3 separate regions of the Zea mays genome follow, and regions 2 and 3 are each linked to region 1. The links are chromatin contacts, called in public Hi-C maps. All regions are on one chromosome and are shown on one strand. Each heading gives the region's core, a stretch centred on a gene start, on an enhancer-like site or on the middle of the called end of the contact. The rest is flanking DNA. Distances are from core to core; before and after follow the strand shown.

Region 1 (2,994 bases), core at 57-2,556:
CATTGGGAGCTCAATTATATGCCATTGTACCAACCCCAGACATTGATTATTACAATTCATCTAGCAGCCAGATTCTTGTCTCTAATGGAATGCATGGCGTCAATATATTTTTTTTTCTGTTGGTTTGGTTGATGAGCAGAACCTCGAACTGTTCTTGGGTGTACCTGCCACTTGTTCTGACTTTGCAGCTAACATACAGGGACGCTTCTCCTGAAATTGTATATCAGTCAAGGACGCATCTCATCATAAAACTAGCTTGGCTGCCAATCCTAGCACTTTTAGGGTTCTTCTAGAATGGTTCCAGGCTTCCAGCCTCCAGCTCTGTTTCTGAAACGGCTCCGGCTCTTTTCGGTAGTAATTTTTTCCCGACTCACCGATCCGTTAGGAGATTAAATTATCTTCTATTTAATTTTGATTAGAAAGCGATTTAATCTTCTCTAATTCCTTCAATCTCTCTAACCGAACAAGCCCCTCATGGATCTATCTATTTTTCTAGTCACCAAATTAGTCTTTAATCATCACCAAATTAGTCTTTAATCACCAGAAATATTAGAGAGAATATAAGTTTCCAAACTAGTCTTAGGGGCCGTTCGGTTGTACCGGAATAAGCCAGGATTTATTCCAGCTCATCAAAATCTATATAAATTAGAGAAGTAATCTGGCTAGGAATTAATCCGGGTGCTCCAATTCCAAACAACCGAACATGACTTTAATGGTAAAGGACACTGTTCCATTATAGTTAGCGGGTGTTTAATTTCTAGAGACTAATTTTTAGTTTTTCTATTTTATTTTATTTTAGTTCTTAAATTATTAATATAAGGACTGAAACATGTATTATCTCTATTCTAGTATGTGTGTTTATTAATTTAGGAACTAAAAAGAATAAAATGGAGGGAATACCTTAAAGACCCTTTAGAATGCATGATTTTTATAAGAAGCATGTAATTTTGAAAAAAAATACAGGAAATAAAATTATATCATATTGTAGTGTTGGTGTTGGACATGCTTTGTAAAAAAATATTCGTGTTAGTATTCTTGTTAGCCCATCCACCTCACACGAAAGGACATGTAGGGCGGGTGTGTGTGATCGGTGGCGTGGCAGGCATGGAGGACTGACGGCGATGCGTGAATGCGTGATGCTGATGCTTGGCGCGGAAGCATGTGAGGGATCCATGGGGTAGTTGACATGTGCGGAGCGCACAGGAGGCAGCGAGCGACCTTGTTGGCCGTGCACAGCGCACCCAGGCCAGTTTCCGCCGCGAAATATACAAAAGCCCCGGGCCCCGGCAGCCGCGGCGCGTCGAAGTGATGACCCCTCGTTCCATCCGTCCTCACTGAGCGGCAGCAAAGCACGCCGTGCCATTCCCATCACTAAGCGCTTGCGCGCGGCGGAGAAACCCAAGCGAAGCCCCGCAAGAGCGAGGCGAGGGAGAGTGGGGCGAGTGGGTGAGCCGCTGGCTAGCGGGATGGCGTCGCCGGGGGTGGTGGCCGCGGCGCTGCTGGTGGCGGTCCTGGCGGCATTCTGTGGCACGGATCCGCTGCGGATGGGCAGCATGGCGGGCTTCCCGGGGTTCGAGGCGCACTTCGTCGACCTCCCCGATCCCGCCGAGATGCCGCCGCACGCGGACGAGCGGGAGCGGCTCCGCGGGGCCGAGGTGCGGTTCCGCGGCGATGTGCAGGGTCCCGAGAGTGTCGCCTTCGACCCTCAGGGTCGCGGCCCGTACACGGGCGTCGCCGACGGCCGGGTCGTCTTCTGGGACGGCGAGCGGTGGGTCCCCTTCGCGACTGCCTCCCCGCGCTGGACGCAGGAGCTCTGCGGCGGGCCTAAAGCCTCGCCGGTGGAGTACCTCCCCAACGAGCACATCTGCGGCCGCCCGCTCGGGCTCCGCTTCGATAAGAAGACCGGGGACCTGTACATCGCCGACGCCTACTTCGGATTGCTTAAGGTCGGTCCCGAAGGCGGGCTGGCCACGCCGCTCGCAACGGAGGCCGAGGGCGTGCGCCTCAACTTCACCAACGACCTCGATCTCGACGACGAGGGCAATGTGTACTTCACGGACTCCAGCATCCACTACCAGAGACGGTCTGTGATGACATGCCCTCGCTCTCTTCCCTCTGCTTTGCGTGCTTGGATGGATGCTCACTTGAAACTTGATTCCTACTGACCACGGGGTAGGTGATCGGGAACATCACGAATCCACGATCCTGACATTAGGTTGGAACTTGGAAGGTCGTCTGCTTGGATTACTTTACTTTGTTTACCTTCACTCATCCTAATTGAAGTGTCAGCAAACATTATTTATATGCTACAAACGATACTCACCTCACACGTGTATTTGTTTTATAAAAAAATAGGCATTATGCTATGATCTGTCAGATCTCTTCAGCACATCATGTTTCACATCAGGGGTACAGTCACATACTTTCCTAATGAATAAACTGAAGATGGAGAATATAAAAACCCAAAATGGACCAATTCTTTCTTTGAGGGCTACAGTCCTACTCTTTTTTTAACAAACCAGGCGGGAGAGCTGCCGATTATAGTAATAAAAAGAAGCGGTCCGGACCGGACTAAACAACAAACAACAGACGGTTGGATTGTGACATCAACGCGCCGACACCATACAACTCAACTCGCCGGTTGGATTGAGAAATCAACACGGCACCACACTCACCGCCGACACAGTGTCCAAACAACACAAGCAGCGGCAACCCCACACGAGAGCACGCAAAACTGCTAAGGGTCATCGTTGTCAAGCAAGGATGCAGAGCATCCAGCAACTCCGACTTCCCAAAGCAGCCGACATGCGAAACAAACGAAAAGCAGACATACAGCCCGAAGCGAAAGGTCTCGATAGGTCATCGTTGTCGGGCTCAAGGCACAGAGCAGCTCCGACTTCCAATCTTGACCCTCCGCCCTGCCTCCGGAATTTGCCTAACCTTCGAAACAAACTGGACCACAAAGAAGGGAGGTTCGTCTCATGTTATCGTTGC
Region 2 (2,700 bases), core at 112-2,611, 870 kb before region 1:
ACTCCGGCACCTAATAGACATTGAAGTAATCTACACATCGATCAAACCATATTCCTGGATCACTGCCCTGAAATTTGGGGAATGTCCACTTCGGAAATGGGCCTGTCCTACCCTCTCTTCCTCCACCCCACTGCTCCCTACGATCTCTTCCACGCTCCATTCCTCCACCCCGATCATCCCATCGAGGAGCACACATCTCTCGCTCAGAGTTTGTTTCGTTACCTTCCAAGTCCTTCGCCTGCAACTCCAGTCGCAGCTGTGCAATGGTTCTCTCGTTTTCCTCCATTTGTCGAGCCATCAGTGCTCGATCTTCCTCCGCTTTCTTCTGTCCAATCTCCATGGTTTCCATCTTCCAGTCAACCGCTCCACCGCCAGCATCATCCGCTCCCAACGCTCCTCCCTTTTTTGCTCCACGCCTGCCACTGCTTCTAGGATCAGCCACGTCTGAACGGATGGCTTCGTGGACGGCGCCGTGATGACCACCCTCCGAGGATCAACAGCTCCGATACCACTTGTGATGACCCTTGGCCACAGCGGCGGATCGCCGGGCGTGAGTTGCTTGCGGAACGACGACGACAACGCCGACGGGGACCAGGTGAGTTTGTTCAGGTATCTGTTTCTATTTTATTTCATATCCTCCTCTCAACAACTCATTACAGTATTTATAGATCTCGAATTCAACTACTAATACGGCTAATGCCCTGGATAATCCATCTATTACAGCCCAAAGAAATATTAATACGGCCCAAGCACTAATACCCGAAGAACTCAACTAATACTCCATACCTGCTGATCAATTCCACCATACTCGCCGACGCACCACCTTGGGTCATCACAGAGCATGAACAGAGATGTCAAATCCTCAAACGACAATTCCTAAACCTAGGCGATAAAGCCGATTCGGACTAGGGCGGAGGACACTGTTCAATGGTCGGAGCTAAATCTCTAGGAGACTAGGACGGACCGCGGGAAAGGGGGGAATCGGCACGAAATGGAAACCTATAAAATTACAAGACGGATAGTTGCTTACTTATCCCAGTTGATCTCCGTCTGGTGGAGCGACGGGATCTTGGCGGCCCTAGATGTTGTATCCATGGCCGCGCCGCTCAAATCCTCCCCTCCACCAATCCGCGACCCCCGAGGTGACAACCGAAGGGGGCGCCGGAGGCGTGACGTCGACTCGAATCGGCAAGAATGGCGGGCGGGCGAGCGGGCAGGCTGGCTGCGAGTGTGGTTGGCTTGCCCCCCGTTTTCTCTACCCACTTTCGTGCTCTTTTTGTCCACAACAACTCAGCAAGAACAGCGGAGAGAGCATGTGTTCCTTCCTCGCCTCTTCGGTTTTGTTGGAGGGCGTCGCCGCGTCGATGGCGTCAGCCGTCAGGACTTGGGGACGCTCCTTTCTTGGGCCCAAAGGCAAAATGAGAGAATAGTGCTTTTTCCTAACAGCGACATCGTTGTTGGGCTCGGAGGCCAAGCCCGTTTGCCTTTGCTTTATGACGAATGAACAGGTGAACTCGTTCCCTTCAGGCTTGAGTCCTTGACGCTGCAGTTTATACTGCTTCGTACTCGAATATTTGTGGTATGTTAGTTTATTTTTAAACTAATAAAATACAATAAATAAAAAATAAAGAAGGAATATAACCTTAACCAGTAAATTGTAGCTAGTATAGTGTCTGTATGTGGCTACGGTTTTTATTTATCATATATTTAAGTATAAAATATAAAACACAAAGACATGTGTGTTTGAAGCTACAACTATCATGTTAATCCTTGTTTATGTATAATTTTAGATTTTTTTATCAAGAGAAGAGAGAGGTAAACGAAAGGAGGATGATGGGAACCAATGCTTTATATAATAGAGACTAGTATAATGTCGTATTGTGTGTAAACCCTAAACAACGCATTAAGGAAGTTAGTTAGTTCTTATGTTACTTGGAAAATTATATTAAAATTTATTAAGTTGTGTTTTGTTGATGAGACATGCTAATTTAAACAAATGATATATATATATATATATATATATATATATATATATATATATATATATATATATATATATATATATATATAATGATAATAATTATTTTTATAAAATGGTGAATGCATTCATACTGAGAGACTTTTTATTTGTGCATTTGATTTGTGGCCAAAATTCATAATCAAGTTTGAATTTAAAATCTTGAAATTTGATAGGGGAATTGATTTAAATGGAAATAGGAAAACAGAAAAGAAAAAAAAGAAAGAGAATGAACCTACCTGGGCCGAAACACACCCTCTCGCCCATTACCTCACGCCATCCCCCGCGCGCCGACAGGTGGACCTGCATGGGCAGTGACTCGGTCCCTGTGGCCCTGGCACACGTGTGGTCACCATGCGCTGACGCACGGGCCCCGATGGGCAGCCCCTCGTGCAGTGTTGTGGCTGGCACATGGGACCCACCTGTCAGTTGCTCTCGCTGAGCATGTCGAATCCCTCTTTTGCTTGGACCTACCAAACCGTATCGCAGCGCGCTTGCTGGGCCTCTAGCGCGTGGGGCTGTTCGGTTAGACTACCTCTAACAGGGACCTGTAAATGGTTCTGTCCTCTAAAATATAGAGGATGCATGCAACTTTTTGTCTTCAACAAGAGACTGTAAAGAATCCTCTAAATTTTAGAGCACGCCATGCATCCGCTAGAAATAGAAGACGTACGGTTCTACTC
Region 3 (2,705 bases), core at 83-2,582, 970 kb before region 1:
AAAGACAAAAATGCAAGGACTCAGAAATCAGAAAGCAACCACATTTATGAGATTCTCCCACAATTAAGCCCATGCAAACAAAATGCTCACAACAAAAGCAATATGGTTGCCAAATATGAAATATGTCTTGGGTAGCCTTCCGGAATATTCACAGAACTTTGTAATAAGAAGCTAGAAACTAACCCCTTCTGTTAATGAGATGATCTTGACAGCCACAAGCTCCTGCGTTCTGAGATCCCTTGCTTTGTACACTGCACCATATGAACCTTTCCCTGCATTTCCAATTGAATTTGCATTGCGCAAAATAGCTCAAAATTTCAGGCATTATACAAAAAGACATATAAAGAACTAATGAAATAATAATTCCAGAGCAAGAGTCGCACCAAGCTCATGGAGCAGCTCGTACTTGGTGGAAGGATCCTCCCTGGTAACACTGTCTGGCACCGAGCTGACCGATGGCTTCCGCCTTGAATGTTGTTGCTGTTGTTGCTGCATCAGAGGCGATGGCTGCCGGAGCTCCTCTGACTGCTCCACCGCTGGAGTCCAGAAAGAGGACCCGAAACCCCCGCCGCCGCCAGAGGCAGATTCATGGGAACTGGAGCCCCCGCTGGTGTGGCGAATGAAGGTGCCAGAGAACGACCCGCGGGGGCTCGACGGGCTCCCTGGCCGGCGGATGAATGTGCCGGAGGCTGACTTCCCGGGGCTCGACGGGCTGCCGGTCCGGCGGATGAATGTGCCAGAGACGGACTCGCGAGGGCTAGACGAGCCACCCGAGCGACGGATGAATGTGCCGGAGGCGGACCCGCGAGGGCTGGAGGAGGTTCTCCCCGAGCGTGTGGTGGAATGAACGACGAAGGTAGAGTACGGGTCGTCATCGGTAGCGCGGGGGCTTGAGCGCCGCAGATCCAGGAACGGAGATCGACCGGAGGCCGGGACGCCGCTCTTGAAGGCCGCCGTGGCAGAGAGGGAAGCATCGTCAGGGTCGGAGGAGTAGGGGTCCTCGTCGTCGTCGAACGAGGCGCCGCCAAAGTCCTTGGGGAGCCGCTGAAGAAGCGGAGGCAGCGAGGAGGGGTCTTCCTCCTCGTCTTCCTCCGCCCGCGTGGAGGGGCCCCTGCCGCCGCGGGCGTCGTCTTCATCGTCATCGCCGTGGACAACGAAGGTTGAGTAGACGTCGGTTTTCTTGGCACGCGACCACGGCGAGCGCGGGGAGAAAGCCATGGCGTGCCACGCGAGGTGGGACTGGGAGGAGACGGTGAAGGTGCTCGTCGGGAATGGCAAATGGGGAAAATTGTTTGTTTAGTTGGATCCAGTTCACTCGAATCTGGCAAATACGGGTCGGGCTTGGATGGGCCATCCCATTTTAGGCCCACACGACCACACCCAATCACCCACAGTCCAGAGAGCTTCGAGGACTGAAGGGTCTCGCATTTCCCTCCTCTCAGTTGCATTTGTACGGTTGCACACGAGATCATTTTGAAAAAAAAAACAATGCAACGATGTGGGAGAACGTTTAGAGCTAGTTACCGGTGGGAAGATGTTGGATGGTAGAACGTTTAGGGAAAGTCTAAAATCCGGAGGGTATTGAAGGGCTTAAAATCACCTTCTTATTTAAAATTGAATAAGGAGTGAATTTTAGCCTCTTTAATCCTCTCCGGGTCTAGTTGGAATTGGAGGAGTAGAGCGTTCTAGCCCTTTCAATCCCCTGCGGTTTTCTGGCTTCCAAACTAGTCTTTATTGGCATATATGTTTCCACATCACACGTGGTAGGGTGAAACCATCATTACAATTTACACATTACATCCTAAGAAGAAGGCCATATTTGATTAGAGGGACTAATCTTTAATCTCTAATTTTTAATCTTGTTTTCTAATTTTTAATCTTGTTTAGTCCTTATTTTACCAAACGGAAGGACTAAAGTAAAGACTAATTGGTTTTAGTCTTTAGTCCCTCACATGGGTGCTAAAAGTGACTAAAAAGCAACATTTACGCTAATTGTCTGTGACTAGAAAACTGACGTCATACATAGAAAACACTAAAAAGTGTATTTTTGTCTTTATATGTTACATTTAATATATTTAGAATATGTTTAGTCCATACAACCAAACACGATATGGACTTAACTTTAGTCTTAAAACTAATGAAACTAAACGCGACCGAAATATCCCGCAATCCACAATGGGATAAAAATAACAGAACATCGAAAGGAGGCTGACCAATAAAAATCAGGTCAATGGTTCATATAACTGGCATCTGCAGAACCAAAAAAAAACATCTGATTGGGATTTGCTATTAGGTCAAACAATTGCTTATGCAGTTTCAAAAAAAAATCGCTTATGCAAATTTCTCCCATATACAACTAAAGTTACACTAGCACATTCCTCCTGAAACAGTAATACTGAAAACATACTCTTTTGATTTGCGTGGTTGAATCTACAAGCTTATACGGTTTGTTTCCAGAATTTGATCGATCTATCGTTTCCACAACTAACAAAAACTGGCTCAACTGGGGAATGGTCGAGCCATCTAGGAGCACCAGTGCTGCCAGAAGGCAATCTTGTAACCTTTTCAGCAGTAAGTGCATCCCAGACGACAACCTGAAGAGTGACATATCATAGTTAAGCTCTATTTCCCTGCTGAACTACAAATACATATACTGTTCTGAAATTGAGATTTACCTCATTGTTTTGTTCATCAACTGATAGCAC

What was found. A called contact is a pair of places that touch in the nucleus more often than the background predicts.
Region 2: a contact with region 1 is called in a Hi-C map of endosperm, with 6 times the contacts expected there. The contact joins the promoter of LOC100284570 here to the promoter of LOC100283635 in region 1. A contact is called at or near these places in 2 of 25 Hi-C or Micro-C datasets (bundle sheath and endosperm).
Region 3: a contact with region 1 is called in a Hi-C map of tassel, with 4 times the contacts expected there. The contact joins the promoter of LOC103644020 here to the promoter of LOC100283635 in region 1. A contact is called at or near these places in 2 of 25 Hi-C or Micro-C datasets (endosperm and tassel).

The regions. Positions count from the first base shown.
Region 1 is chr1:283,342,148-283,345,141 of Zm-B73-REFERENCE-NAM-5.0, reverse strand. It overlaps LOC100283635 (strictosidine synthase), which reads left to right and starts at 1,306. Exons shown (of 3, transcript NM_001156536.2): 1 at 1,306-2,083. The coding sequence starts at 1,467. LOC542031 reads left to right here. Exons shown (of 12, transcript NM_001111676.2): 12 at 1-69.
Region 2 is chr1:284,211,874-284,214,573 of Zm-B73-REFERENCE-NAM-5.0, reverse strand. It overlaps LOC100284570, which reads right to left and starts at 1,361. Exons shown (of 6, transcript NM_001370665.1): 1 at 1,031-1,361. The coding sequence starts at 1,095.
Region 3 is chr1:284,310,323-284,313,027 of Zm-B73-REFERENCE-NAM-5.0, reverse strand. LOC103644020 (serine/threonine-protein kinase STE20) reads right to left here and starts at 1,332. Exons shown (of 18, transcript XM_008667209.3): 1 at 384-1,332; 2 at 184-272. The coding sequence starts at 1,218. LOC100192488 reads right to left here. Exons shown (of 13, transcript NM_001137708.1): 12 at 2,676-2,705; 13 at 2,310-2,594. The coding sequence ends at 2,439.